Linked DNA regions of Sus scrofa: regions 1, 2, 4 and 5 are each linked to region 3. Evidence: chromatin contacts called from public HiChIP or PLAC-seq data. All regions are on one chromosome and are shown on one strand. The core of a region is the stretch at or near the end of the contact, and the rest is flanking DNA. Distances in the headings are between cores, read along the strand shown. Region 1 overlaps LOC110260019 (a long non-coding RNA gene). Region 2 has its middle 85 kb from the start of MCFD2. Region 3 has its middle 27 kb from the start of SOCS5. Region 4 overlaps ATP6V1E2 (V-type proton ATPase subunit E 2). Region 5 has its middle 65 kb from the start of MCFD2.

Region 1 (2,700 bases), core at 14-2,513, 230 kb after region 3:
CACGCTCTTTCAGGACAAACTCGCTGGCTAGTCAACAATCGGCCACTTTTTCCTGATGAGTCAGTGCCTCGGCTGCACTGGAGCAGTGGACCTGGCCTGCACCAACCCTCATGGCCCATCCTTTCTCTGCCCAGACAGCCTACTTCCCCATCTGCAGTCCTTTGACTTCTCAGTTCAACACCCTGGCCCTGGGGAGCGAGCCTCAAGACTCCACTCCCAGGAGAACCCTCCAGGGGGCGCTCTCATCCCCAGAGTCAAAGCTGGGCAGCGAGACTGGGAAAAATGACTGGAATAGAGGAACTAGTTCTGTGACCTGGACAAAAAGGTAAGCTTCTCTGAGTCTGTTCCCTTATCTGTCAAGAGGAAGAATGATAGAGATTTTTGTTCCTGGGTCTATGTACCACTTAGGGTTGCAGGTGAGGTGAGAAGGCCGCCAGAGATGTGCAGGGGACCTTCAGCCTGCCACTAGGGGGCTCCCTCTCAGGGAAGGGGCGAGCCCTGCAGCTGGACTGCGCACTGAAGGGAGGGAGGGCAGGACTTCATGGCAGGGAAGGGGAAGGGGCCTAAAATCCCCCAAGAGTATTACCTCTGGCCCGAACCCCCGGTGTTTGGAATTCAGTGCACCAATCTTTCTCAGCTCCTGCTGCAGGTAAAATTGTGTTTGTGTGTTTGGGGCCCTGTGGGGAAAGGGAGGAACGGTGGAAATGCAAGCAGCAGTCAGGTGGCTTAAATGAGCCATCACCCACTACACACCAGATTTTTCACATTCATGGCCTCCTTTAACCCTCACGTTACCCCCCTTTTACAGACAAGAAAGCAGGAGCCGTTCCAGATGTTTCTGCTCCCTCCCGCCCCCGGCGTGGTCTGAGTGAACCCAGGGACAGGGACAGGAAGAGATGCTCCCCAGGGACTCTGGTCCTGGCTGAGTCACCTGGCCTGGATGTCCAGTTCACGCTACCTCTATGTTACTCACTGACCAAGAATATGACTTAATTCCCCGTGGGCGATACCACCAGGCATATAAAGAAATGGGTGATGACCGTGACACAGAAGCTAAAAGCCTCAATTACCCTTCGCAACAGGAACCGGGGACATTTTTATGAAGAGAGAAATTTTTGCCTCATAAATCGCACTTGTGAGAAATCCAGCCCACGCTGCTGGTGACCTTGTCACATCTTCCACAGCCAGAGGCAGCCCCACAGATGGCGGGGATCACCTCAGCCTCACCCCTGCCATTAAGCCCAAGTATGTGTTCTAGAGAGTGTATGGGGGTCAGCCAGGGCTAGGATGAGGCCAGGATAGGCAGCCGGAATGCAAGTATATTCCCAGCTCTCAACCTGGCTCCCTCTGTTGGTCTCAACTGCAGGGCATGGGCATAAGAAGAGGGTCTTTAAAAAGTCTTCTTGACGGGGTCCCACCCCCAGAGATTCTGATGTAACTGGTCCAGGGTGGGCCTGGGCACTGGGAGCTTTAAAAGCCGCCCAGGTGATTCTGATGTACAGCCAAGTTGAGAGCTTACCCCTACCCTGCCCTGCCAGTCGATGAATCAACAGCAAGCTTTTAGCAAGTGCAAGCTGGTGGGAGGGGGGAGACCAGAAACAGGACACAGTTTCTGCCCAGGCTCATTTACATGAAGCCATAATGCGGACTCCCCACACCCCACGGGCAACAGAGACCCTGTGAAGAGGCCTGGGTGCAAGCACCTGGGGGAGCAGCTGCACCTGATCTGAGCCCAGAAGCTTAGGCTGTCTAAAGGCTCCCACCCATGCACACAACCACTGCGTGCTCCCCCGCCCCCTGCCGCGGCGTCCTCACAGGCGCATGCGTCATCTCCGTCCCGCTTTCTTACTCCTCCGACCTTCACCAAGCAGCCTGACTGAGCACACCCAGCTGCCTGAGGATCCCCTTTTATTCCACGGACAGACGTTTGCAGACGACTTTGGGCACGGACTGAGCACCAGGACTGCAAGGGGCAGCAGGCTGGAAGAAACAAACACGGGCGGGCAACAACAAGGCTCCTTCAAGGACAGTACAGCTCTTATCACTGACAGGTAGAATTCACTTAATGCGCTGCCTCAGGAGGCGCACACAGAGGCTCAAAAGAGTCTCCAGCAACCTGTGTTCTTCTAATGAAATCGAAAGCGGGTTCCATAGCGTTCCAGTTACTCTTGGGTATAAATAAAGAGTCCCATTTTCTATAACAAAAAGTCAGTTCACTCGACTGTCAAAGCCATAAACGCTCCCAGGTTCAAAGCCTCCCCTTCCCTTGGCCAGCAGATCAGCCCTTAGGTGGCTTGGGGGTCTCAGGGTCCCGTGCTGACATTCCGGGGGAGACTCTGCATGCTCTTGAGAAGCTCCCCAGGGCTGGGGGTCCCTGGACCTGACAATGTCTCCTACCAAAGCTGACACTGCAGCAGAAGCCCTGCTCAACATCTGTTTATTCATCCAGTATTCAAGCTTCTGTGGGTTGTTGATATTTGTTTTAATGAAGGCATTTAAGGATATAAATTTTCATTAGAGCACATCTTATTTTTTGTATGTTTTTACTGCTCTCCCTACTCTTTAGTACTGATAAAATTATTAGATGTTCAATGAGCAATTTATACAACCCAGAAAAGCAGTCATTAATTCATTAAACAACTATTTAGCCAATGGCTCCTGCATCCTTGAAATGGTTCTTGCCATTGTGGACATACCAAG
Region 2 (2,700 bases), core at 4-2,503, 180 kb after region 3:
GGTCACAGACGCAGCTCATATCCCACGTTGCTGTGGCTGTGGTGTAGGCTGGAGGCTAAAGCTCAATTTGACCCCTAGCCCAGGAACTTCCATATGCTGCAGGGGCAGCCCTAAAAAAAAAAAAAAAAAAAATCATGCTCACCTTTCACAGCCCTGCCCCTGCCCCATCTCCACCTGAAGACCTTCCATTGCCGTCATGGAACCCACTTGTACTCAGCACCATGGAGTTTAATGAGTACAGTAGAGCCTGCTATTTGTGCCTCAGCATTCATTTTCCCCTTCTTCCTTGGTAATGGAACCCTTAAATTTTAGTGGGGTACATGGCTGCCTGGATGATAGCTTGTATTTCCCAGTTTCTATGTGGTTAAATGTAGTCAGGTTCTTGCCAATGGATATAAACAGGGTGTCATTTATGATTTTGGAGGAAGGATTCATAAAAATAGAGATGTCCTTTTTCTTCCCTCCTTTCCTACTTTCTGCCAGCTGGAATGTGGACGTGATGGCTGGAGCTCAAGCAGCCATATGCGGGCCATATGATGGATGCCAAGTTTGTGGTTGGCAAAGCAGCATGACTCAAGGAACCTAAAATCCTGATGATCATGGAGCTACACTACAATCACTAGGCTATTTACTTCCATACTTTGTTTATCTGCAGGGTTAGCAGACTTCCATTTTGTTTAAGCCATTATTATTTTGAGTGTTCTATCATTAGAGCCAAACAAAATCCTACTTGGTACAAAGCAACTACTAACAATTTTGTATTGAGCACCCGGAAAGAAAGGAATTTTATTTTTTTATTTTTTTGGTCTTTTTTTCTTAGGGCTGCACCCGCAGCATACAGAGGTTACCAGGCTAGGGGTCAAATTGGAGCTGCAGCTGCTGGCCTATACCACAGCCATAGCAATGTCAGATCCAAGCCACGTCTGTGACCTACACCACAGCTCTTGGCAATGTTGGATCCTTAACTCACTGAGTGAAGCCAGAGATTGAACAACTGGACCAGGCACTGAAGATTCAGTAGTAAGACAAACTCTTTTTCTGCAACACATTGACTGTCTATTGGGAGAAAAATACAAGTAAATGAAAATAACTTGCAATGTGATAATAATGCTTTATCATCATTTTAAGATGGCTTCATTTGTATGAAACACTGTTTTTTATGTACCATCAAGAAAAGTAACACTGCCATTCAACTGAGACAGGATGCCTTAGTAATTGTCCCATGTGACGCATGAACCAGTCACACCAACTTCCCATTACTTTGAAATATTTTATTATCTATGCCAAGGGGTTTCATAATATCTCCAGCCTTCAGTTGCCTTGCTTCAAATGTGGCAGTCCATCGTTCGCGAAGTATCTCATTAACAAAATATAACACAGCTTCATCTATTTGTATCTGCCTTTCTGTCCCATAAAGCACTTGGTTGTTGCTTTGGAAGAAGCACAGACTATGGGGATTCCTCTGATGATGAATATCTGCTTCGTTTATATTGCATTTTTGCCTTGTCACTCTGTTTCATGTCTTTCTTTGCACTCAACATTTCATTCCTCTGCTGAATCACAGCATTCTTTTCCGTTTTTTGTTTTTTTGTTTTTCTCTTTTTTCCTTTTAGGGTCACACCCAAGGCATATGGAGGTTCCCAGGCTAGGGGTCCAATCAGAGCCACAGCCGCCAGGCTATGCCACAGCCACAGCAATGCCAGATCCGAGCCACATCTGCAAACTACACCACAGCTCACGGCAACACCAGATCCTTAACCCACTAAGCAAGGCCAGGGATGGAACCCGCAACCTCATGGTTCCTAGTTGGATTTGTTTCCTCTGCGCCACGATGGGAACTCCTGAATCATGACATTCTTAAAAGCAGTTTGAATGATAGTTAAACTCAATAGATAAAATTTTAAGAATGCATAAAATTCTACTAAAGAACAATTGCCAAGTTCATACTCAAGCAAGCAGTGATAATGATATGGGGCTGAGAAACAGTGATTATGAGATGCTTTTGATTGTAAGCACAGCTCCATCTCAGATGTGAAGATGTGGGTTGGGGGGAGTACATCTCGAGGCTGAACAGGGAGGAATGGGGAATGACTGCTTAATAAGTATGGGGTTTCCAGAGTTCCTGTCATGGTACAGTGGAACCAAATCCAACTAGGAACCATGAGGCTGTGGATCCGATCCCTGGCCTTATTCAGTGGGTTAAGGATCCAGCATTGCTGTGAGCTATGGTGTAGTCGCAGACACGAATCAGATCCCGAGTTGCTGTGGCTATGGCGTAGGCCAGCAGCAGTGGCTCCGATTAGACCCCTAGCCTGGGAACCTCCATATGTCATGGGTGCGGCCCTAAAAAGCAAAAATTATATAAATAAAAATAAGTATGGGGTTTCCTTTTGGGGTGATGAAAATGTGCTAGAAATAGATAATGACGATGGCTGCACACACTGTGAATGGAATAAATGCCACTGGATTGGTGTCTTTTTAAGTGATTAAAACAGTAAGTTTTACATTATGTAAATGTTACCACAATACAGAAAAAGTCTTATATTTGATGAAAATGGTAGCTGCTTTTATTTAGAAATTCCAAACACTTGTTCTAAGTACATTATATCCATAAGCAATGAAATCCTGCCAATAACTCTCTACCATAGCTAATAATAATCACTAACACTGACCATGGACATGTCAGTGACTCAGAGGCTT
Region 3 (2,700 bases), core at 168-2,667:
GAGGGACCAGGCTGAGGATCGCTGTGGCAGGCTCGAAATTAGAGGGAAGGGCCCCCTTCTTTGTGTGGAACATCTGGATATCATTTTTCAGGCTATTAAAAACACTAACTCTACTCTGCTCAATGCAGCCAATTCTTTTTTTTTTTTTTTTTTTTTTTTTTCCAAAAAGCACTTGGGGGACAATTCTAGGCCAAGCAGTTGCCCCAGATGGATCCAAATAATCAGGGGCTATATGATATGGTGAAGCTTCAAGAAGGGGCTCCAAAACTCTCTAACAGGCCTCCAGCTGCCACGCTCACCCCAGGCTCCCACCTTCACCAGTTCACGGGCAATGACGCCACCAACTGTACAGACTCCTGAGAGCGCCAGGCCTTTACAGTATATTTTACTTTTTGTTTTTGTACAAAATGTACAAGGCAGATGTAGAAGAGGTTCTCCCACATTCAAGGCTTTCCCATTAGGTTACTGAAAGTAAGCAGAAAACATAGATGGGCAGGGGCAGGGGGAGCACACAAGAGAACGAAGAAGCAGACTGGTAAGCACCAAAAACTTTCAATGGACTCCAAGGCCTGTGAACGAGCTCCGGCTGTGACTAAATGTTTTACAGCAGAAAGGAGGCTTATTCACCTGTGGTCCTGTTGCAACCACGTGATTAGATGGCAACCTGAGGCCAAGCAGCTAACAACAGCCTTCTCCCCACAAGGGGCCTGGGGAGCAGACAGGGGTGAAGAGTGAGCTTCTACCCAGAAGTAACCCAGACTAGTCAGAAGAGATCCAGTCCCTGCTCTGGGGAAATCCTGGCTAACGAGGAAGCAGATTCCAGCACTGGGGAGCTTCTGGCTTGATAGAAAAGAGTAATCACAGAGCAGCATGGGATAAACAATTGGAAGAGAAAGGAGGCCATAAATATTGAGAGGACACTGGAAAGGGCTGAACAGAACAGTTTATGCAGAAGGAGAAGAGTTGCTACCAAAGAAAACCCTCTCCAATCCAATGGCCTTACACAGAGGAAGCCCAGGTACAGATCCTGCCCAACCATCCCCAAATCTATGCTATTGCTTTGGGGACTGTGCTTTAGTCAAACCGTTTTGGACACATTTCCAGAGGGTAGGTATCAAAGAATTAAAATCTCACACATCCAATTAATCCCCAAACATCACCTTGTTTAAGGAGTGGAAATGTCTTCCTCTCCCAACTCTGTGAACCACCTATAATGGCAAAAACAGGTTCCTAAAATTTTCAGCCTAGTCCATGTCGGGAGAAAGTGATGACATTCAGGACATAAATGTCTACTGCAAATACACATCATCATCCAAAAACAAGCCGTGAAAAATCAAATATACAACCCTATATATGGCAGACTTGTGGTAAATTGCCTTATGCAATGTACCACACACCCCCTAACTCTTACTCATGCTTTGTCCTTAGGAATCAGTCAAGAGTATTGTCATCCCCATTATTCAGAGACCTCGCTTGACCCTGGTCCTCCTGGTTGCCTCAGCATGCAAATCTCCAGCCCTGAGGCTCAGACCCTCGCCTGTCTTGACCGGACTTTTCTAGGCTGCCAAACAATGTCCTGCTGTACGTCAAGGTGTTATTAATTAATGCTGATCTCACTCATGGCAGCTCTGCTGTGAAATGCCAGTCCTGTTAAGAGCTCACCATCAGGTCCTGTGCTTGTCTTCTAGGAGTTGTACCTCAGGACTAACCTTTATCTTCTCTTATGATACCAGAACATTGACAGACTCTCAAATGTCATAAACAATAATTTTCTGAAACTCATCTGCCTTGTAACTGAAACACATCATGAGCACCAGCCAATCCTTCTACAATAATATTGATGTAAGGGACAGGCACGCAAGGAAATAACAGGTATTTTTACCTCCAGATTTAAATGGAAATGTTTTGATATTGTTTCCCAGGTCAGGAGACTTATGTGATGGAGAACTTCACTGGAGCGTATGTTTCTCGCTCCCTTGAATTTTAAGAGAAACTTTCTCAAGGGGTCCAGGCAAGTGTTGCTCTAATTCTTTACATGGAGGAACATGAGTTCTTGTCTTGTTCATGCTTGGTAACCAGCAGCATTGCTCTTTGCACGGTGTTATGTACTTCCCCACTATAGCTGGACCTCTCCCCTTGTGACTCCGGCTTCTCCACAATAGATTGATGAGGGAGCCCATGATTCTCCCAATCAGAGAAACCTGAGACAGGCCCCAAATCAGGTTGCCTAGGGAACGGAAGCAACAGGTGCAAGGCATTCCTACCCAGCCCCAATTCCATGGCTGTCCAGCCCTCATTTCTCTTCCTAGAATGGCCTTGGTCTGTATTTGAGATAGAAGCTCTGGCGCTTGCTCAGGAAGAAGATGCCTCGGGACTTATTCCATGATGAAAACTAAAGTTCTTGAGGTGCTACTCCACAGGGGTCTGGTCTAGATTTTCTATGATAACTCATCTCCCCAGAGGAAATAAGCTCTCTGGTCACTGACCTGGCAGTTGGCAATGACTTTGATCAGGAGTGCCAAGGAAAACTCCCCACAAGATTGCTGTTCCTCCATGCAGCTTTGGTGCCAGTGCCACATGGATGGATCTGTCTGCCTGGTGGCCCTCTCATACCCACAGAGTGTAAACATGAAGAGAAGCCGTGTTCCCTGGGATCTGCATAGTGGATGCTTCAGTGAGCATCTGACCTGATTTGAGTCA
Region 4 (2,829 bases), core at 284-2,783, 190 kb before region 3:
GCTTTAACAAGCCTGGTATCTAAATGGCCATTGGATTTACAGACATTCTAGACCGGGGGAAAGCAGCTTTGTGAAAGGAGGCACAAAATTCCTTTAAGTAGCAAAGTTCCCACACCCATCACCCTACTTCCCAAACATTTAAAATAGGGTTAAACTCACAAAACTTAATTTACACTCAACTTTGTGGGACTCCCTCTGCTGCTAGTTCCCCCTCATCGGAGTAGAGGGATCAAAGAAAGAAAGCGGGCAGAAGTGAGGCCTCTGGTTCTGTTTGGAAGGTATAAGGACATAAAGGAGAAGGTGTAGCTCCTTGACCGTCTGCTCTGCCTGCCTGTGTCACATTCGCAAGCAGGAAGGGAGCCACAGCCTGACCAGGGCCATCGGCTGCACAGACCCTTTACTGGCACCTGCTGTGAGCAGGCAGTTGCCCTGCCCTCATCCTCCACTAGGGGGAGGACGAAACACGCACCAGATCATTGAACACAAAGCAGCCAGAGAGACACAAAGCACAGTTTCACAGGGGGTGGTAGCTGGGTTGGGCCCTAAAGGCTGGAGGGACTTTCATGGATGGGGCTAAAGAAGAGAGGATTCTGGAGTTCCCGTGGTGGCGAAGCAGAAACAAATCTGACTAGGAACCATGAGGTTGCAGGTTCGATCCCTGACCTTGCTCAGTGGGTTAAGGATCCGGCACTGCCGTGAGCTGTGGTGCAGGTCGCAGACGTGGTTCGAATCTGGCATTGCTGTGGCCCTGGCGTAGGCTGGCAGCTACAGTTCCGATTAAACCCCTAGCCTGGGAACCTCCACATGCCACAGGTGTGGCCCTAAAAGGAGAAAAAGACAATTTAAAAAAAGAAGAAGAGAGCGTTTTGTAGCCTGAGAAAACTGCCAGCAAAAAATGTTAGTAAGGCAGGAGAGCTAGGGAACATCAAGAAGCATTCTCTCTCTCCCGATAGATTACATGTGCTGCACAGGTAAGAACTAACTACATATGATGATCCTTGATGCTCTCCTCCTCGGTACCTAGCACAGGGTCATGAACCTGGAAGAGGCTTGTGAAAAATTGTTTGGGGCAAATTTCTTAAAAAGTCAGGAGCTTCCCCCAGGGCATTAATGCAGGCATGTTGAAAGGAAACTGAAGTCCTAGTACATGAATGTGGTGTCAGTTATCAATTTATTTCCTCTCAGCTGTAAATCCACCCTTAATTACCCAGCTCCTGATACTGAAGCAAAACCTCATAAGCATTTCCCCTGCCAGCCCATGATATTAAGTTTTGTCAGTAGAGGGCGCTAGAGAGCCATCAGAGGAAGAAGAGGCTGCTTTTTCATTTTTTCTTACTCCCACAAAGCTGGGCTGGCACACAAGGTGGTACTCACCTCCAGAGAGTTTCAGGGGCTTCAGGTTTTGTTCGTCCCAACAAGTTCCCCAGCTGAGGTTCTCCAGTGACTTCCTGGAAAGTTTAACACCATCTTCTAGGCAGCTTCTGGGTGAGTTTTGTTGGCACCCCAGTGGACAGCGTCCTGCTTGCCAGTCTAGATCTGCTTGACCTTGACCTCAGCGAACTTTTACACATTCAGTGGCTCCATCGCCACCCTCTCTAATGAGACCTGAATTGCAGCCTCTAGGGGGCACCTCTCCCAAATTCATTCCATTTTTATTTAGAGTTCTCTTTACCCCTAAGGAGCCAATCCTCTGTCACTAGTTAATGGTTCTACCTTCCTTGTTGGAATTACTGTATGGTTTCTGTCTCCTGATGAGACCCCAACTAATTCAACACTCATACACATGCTGTTGGGCTGCACCCCACGGCCTGCAAGCCTTCTTGTTGCCCAGCCTGGAGACCAAAGAGGGAGCCTGGAAAGAGCAACAGTTTAATGGTTTCTTGGTTTATTTACAGGGGAAGGGGACCCAAAGGAGGGGATTACCATTTATAGAGGGAATTGATGTCAGGTTGGCTCATCCATTACCAGGGAAACAAGCAGCTGGGGCACATCCCTCTCAACCTCTTCGGTTACCAACCAACATGAGGGCAGATGTTTCCTTTAATGAACTAGAAGGTGGAGCTAGATTAGAACAATCACTAGCTGGGGCAGGGGGCAAGCACACTGGCAGTTACTGATTAAGTTTCATGATTAAGAGGGCTGGGTAGTCACGTGAGAAGGGCACAGGCAAAGCAGGGACTGGTTGGGCAGGGGCGGTAAAGGAGCAAGAGGACAGCTCCTGAGTGACCTGGACATCCACACGCCTTCACACACGTCCCTACATATGCCCAGGAAGGGCTGTGCTCAAGCAGCCCTCCTCAGTCGGATTTCCCCCCAAAATCCCTGAGCACGTAGGTCACTGCTTCCTCTTGAACATCCACTCTACGAGCCAGGGTTCAGTCAGGAAAACAGAAACTGTTGTGGTCTGTGCAGGCGGGTCAGAAAGAAGAATTTTCCAGCCTAGCGAGGTGATGAAGAAGAAGAGTTTATTGAGATAAGAAACACTGCTAGCACAGTGGGCCAACTTCCTGGTGATGCGAGAGAGCCCATCCGACCCCCTCCACCCCGGGCAGGGTGCATGGTGGTGTCTGTTTTTACAGCCCAGGGTAAGAGGAGAGGTCTTAGGATACATCTGCTGACCTGCTGATTGGATGGGGTAAGAGGGGTCTTAGGATACACTTGCTGGTGGGTTGGGGGTATATGAGGGCCCTGGAGGGGCAAGGTGAGGAGTGGACCACATACCTTTCTTAGGAGAGGGCAGGAAGGAGAGGCCAGCTTGCTCGAGGTGGGGGAGGGAGCATTACAATGAGATAGGTGGGGTAATTCTTGTCTTGGCCAGAGGCTTTGAGT
Region 5 (2,758 bases), core at 249-2,748, 200 kb after region 3:
GAATCTGACATACTGTCCATGAGGATGCGAGTTCGATCCCTGGCCTTGCTCAGGGGGTTAAGGATCCGGCGTTGCCGCAAGCTGCAGCATAAGATCGCAGATGTGGCTGAGATCCTGCGTGGCTGTGGATGTGGCTGTGGCCAGCAGCTGCAGATCTGATTCGACCCCTAGCACAGGAACTTCCATATGTGCAGGTGCAGCCTTAAAAAGAAAAAAAATACATATATCATGGGAAGTTTCTTTGGTTGTCTGTCTCTGAAGGATGCAGACGTCGGAGCATCTTTTGGGGCTGGAGGGAAGAATCCAGGGAAGCAGGAGGTGAGACAGGAAGAGTCACATCCCAGTGCCAAGCACAGGAGATTTCCATCCCCACAAATGAGAGAATCAGGGAGGTCAGGACTGAGAGGGACGTGCACATTTAACACCTCTCTTCATGGATGAAGAAGAGGGCAGAGAGAGGAGTGGCTTGACCAGGCCCCCAACAGCTGTTTGCTAACATCCAATCTCCTCCCTCTTTCTGAGCGTTGGGACTACAGCGTGTTCCCTTGGCAAAGACAGTTATTGTTTTTTAAACTGGCTTTATTCATGTCTCTACATGTTTTAAAACGTCTCTTCTTCTTTTCTATTCCTGTGCCCTTTCCCGGCTTCCCTGGACACAGTGGCTCATGAACCCCATGAGCGGGGCTCCTGCCAAATGCGGCCAAGGAAATGGGAGCGGCCACTCGACCGAGCAGACGAGAAAGGAGGTGCTAAAGGGGTGCTGGTCCTCCAGCTCAGCCGGGACCAGAGCATCCCCACCCAACTCTGCACATTCCTCTGTCTCCAGCAGGAGCTAGGGGGTCTTGCCAAGTTCCTTGCCAGTATGGTTCTAAGTAAGATCCTGGCAATACTGTCACTTGCATGAGATTCGTCAGGCTACAGATGAGGAGAGCTCGGCTTCTCTGAATTGGCATGGACAGGTGTGCAGCTGACCTCTGCAGCTGCCCAAGTTGATGCTTTGGGGACACTGGAACGATCTCGGCATCTTCTCTGCAGTCCTGGCACTTCCTGATTTTGTGGGGTCTGACGGTGGCTTCCCCGACTGCCCTCATCTAGCCTTCCCATCAGTTGTGTAAGCCTCTAAATCCCCACTATGAAAACTCCATGTGCTTGGGGTACCCTGTGTATGTGGCTTCTGTTTCTCTGTTACCTGAACCCCAACTGGCACAGGTAATGAAGGCATGTCAAGTGATGTGAGGGAAAAAAATCCCTCTGGAATGTAAAAGGTTCCTCCTAGAAAGTGAAACCTTTGATGTAAAGTGAGGAATTGGCCCCTGGGTTTGTTTTTTGTTTGTCTAGTAGGAGCCATCGTGGGTGTGCGGCCTTGGAACCATGAGGTTAACATCAAAGCTCTCCTCGGAGACATGTTCCAGCCAGGAGAACCCCCCTGGCCCGCCCTTACCCATCACGAGATCCAAGAAATTGTGGCCAGCAGGGCCAGCTCAAGGGCGAGCCTGCCTTCCCTCCAGGTCTGCTGACACGCACGGGGAAAAACTAGAAGCCACAAGGGAGTCTGGAGTAATCTCTCTGAGTATGGCCATTCCATTTTGTAAGAGCAAGGGAAAAAAACAAGTTTACATTCCCTAATTTCTATTAAGAATGGGAACAAACGTTAATCAAGTACAGCCAATCTCTTAAGACAAGCTTCCGCTGATGTGTTGGGTAAATGATAACATTGGCTGTCTTTTATTAACATTTTCCTATGTACTACCTGAAGTTGTTTCGTACTGTATCCTATTTAATCTTCCCAACAATACCAAGGCGAGGGTAGCATTGCCCCGGTGTCATAGAAGCCTGACAGGTCAAAGCCGCCTGACTCCTGAGCCATCCTCTTTCCACTGAGTCATTCTGCTTCTCTTACTAGAAAAGAGGAAAGAGAAAGGCAGCAGAGGAGGAAGAGAGAGAGAGAGAGAGAGAGAGAGAGAGAGAGAGACGGACAAAGAGAGAAGTGAGGGAAGCGGGCCAGGGGTTATGGCGAAGTTGAAGAAACTTCTCACCACCACCTCTACTCAGACTGTGTGCTTGTGAATGTTCCCCCTGCTCCTGGCTGTACCAATGACCTGGGTAACCACTGTTCACAGCTCTTCAGCTGCTCCTTATTCTCAGGCTTCCTGAGCCTCCCATGTGAATGGAAAAGGCCACAACAATCCACTGGGTAAAAACTCTTTGGGCTGCCCCACTGGTGCTCAGAATAATGTTACACCAGAGGCAGATTCAATCAAGCAGATTAAATCAAGCCCTAATTCCTCGGTTAATGGGGGACAGGGAGCAGGTTTGCCCTTGTGCCATAGGGTAGCTGGTGGCAGCTGTCTTAGATACTCTTCTGCCTCTCTCTCCAGACTCTTCTCTAAGCACCCGCAATCCCACCCTGGTATCCCACACCCCCTACCCCTGGGCTTACGATCACGAGATAATGACAGTCTCAGAGGGCCCGTCCTTTCTCCGTGACCTGTGAAAAGGCATCTTGGTTGAGGACAGGGCAGGGGCTGGTCTTCCTGGAGCCCTCCAGCCACACCTTGGCCCTGGTCCCTCCCTGGTACATGCAAGGCCGGGCTGGGGTAGGGACGACCAAAGGGACACTGGAGAGCTTGTCCTTATGTCCTGAGATCCTGGATCCCTAGAGAGCCTGTGAGCCAATCCCTGCATTTTAGCAACAAAGAAACTGAGGGTCAGAGAGGTGAGGGCAGAAGCCCGAGGCCACACCGTCTGCACACTGCTC

What was found. HiChIP or PLAC-seq counts read pairs in DNA pulled down with a chosen protein or histone mark.
Region 1: an H3K27ac HiChIP or PLAC-seq map of alveolar macrophages shows a contact between it and region 3. The contact joins two enhancer-like sites. A contact is called at or near these places in 1 of 5 promoter capture datasets (fetal skeletal muscle), 8 of 47 Hi-C or Micro-C datasets (blood, brain, epiblast stem cells and 4 more) and 2 of 2 datasets of contacts at active chromatin or transcription factors (alveolar macrophages and skeletal muscle).
Region 2: a contact with region 3 is called in an H3K27ac HiChIP or PLAC-seq map of alveolar macrophages. The contact joins two enhancer-like sites. A contact is called at or near these places in 2 of 2 datasets of contacts at active chromatin or transcription factors (alveolar macrophages and skeletal muscle).
Region 4: a contact with region 3 is called in an H3K27ac HiChIP or PLAC-seq map of alveolar macrophages. The contact joins two enhancer-like sites. A contact is called at or near these places in 1 of 5 promoter capture datasets (liver), 21 of 47 Hi-C or Micro-C datasets (alveolar macrophages, blood, brain and 12 more) and 2 of 2 datasets of contacts at active chromatin or transcription factors (alveolar macrophages and skeletal muscle).
Region 5: a contact with region 3 is called in an H3K27ac HiChIP or PLAC-seq map of alveolar macrophages. The contact joins two enhancer-like sites. A contact is called at or near these places in 2 of 2 datasets of contacts at active chromatin or transcription factors (alveolar macrophages and skeletal muscle).

What each region holds. Positions count from the first base shown.
Region 1 is chr3:93,653,869-93,656,568 of Sscrofa11.1, reverse strand. LOC110260019 (a long non-coding RNA gene) reads left to right here. Exons shown (of 3, transcript XR_002342725.1): 2 at 135-325; 3 at 809-2,700. Among named protein-coding and RNA genes, the nearest start is that of MCFD2, 34 kb to the right of the region's middle. Within about 2 kb of position 1,263, at least 9 of the 83 cell types and tissues checked have an H3K27ac peak or open chromatin away from gene starts, as enhancers often do. A contact at or near this core is called in alveolar macrophages, where this site is marked.
Region 2 is chr3:93,704,429-93,707,128 of Sscrofa11.1, reverse strand. No RefSeq gene overlaps it. Among named protein-coding and RNA genes, the nearest start is that of MCFD2, 85 kb to the right of the region's middle. Within about 2 kb of position 1,253, at least 4 of the 83 cell types and tissues checked have an H3K27ac peak or open chromatin away from gene starts, as enhancers often do. A contact at or near this core is called in alveolar macrophages, where this site is marked.
Region 3 is chr3:93,880,183-93,882,882 of Sscrofa11.1, reverse strand. It overlaps a transcript of SOCS5 not described here. Among named protein-coding and RNA genes, the nearest start is that of SOCS5, 27 kb to the right of the region's middle. Within about 2 kb of position 1,417, at least 9 of the 83 cell types and tissues checked have an H3K27ac peak or open chromatin away from gene starts, as enhancers often do. A contact at or near this core is called in alveolar macrophages, where this site is marked.
Region 4 is chr3:94,072,920-94,075,748 of Sscrofa11.1, reverse strand. It overlaps ATP6V1E2 (V-type proton ATPase subunit E 2), which reads right to left. Exons shown (of 5, transcript XR_002342728.1): 4 at 1,375-1,448. Among named protein-coding and RNA genes, the nearest start is that of TMEM247, 7.3 kb to the right of the region's middle. Within about 2 kb of position 1,533, at least 2 of the 83 cell types and tissues checked have an H3K27ac peak or open chromatin away from gene starts, as enhancers often do. A contact at or near this core is called in alveolar macrophages, where this site is marked.
Region 5 is chr3:93,684,716-93,687,473 of Sscrofa11.1, reverse strand. No RefSeq gene overlaps it. Among named protein-coding and RNA genes, the nearest start is that of MCFD2, 65 kb to the right of the region's middle. Within about 2 kb of position 1,498, at least 29 of the 83 cell types and tissues checked have an H3K27ac peak or open chromatin away from gene starts, as enhancers often do. A contact at or near this core is called in alveolar macrophages, where this site is marked.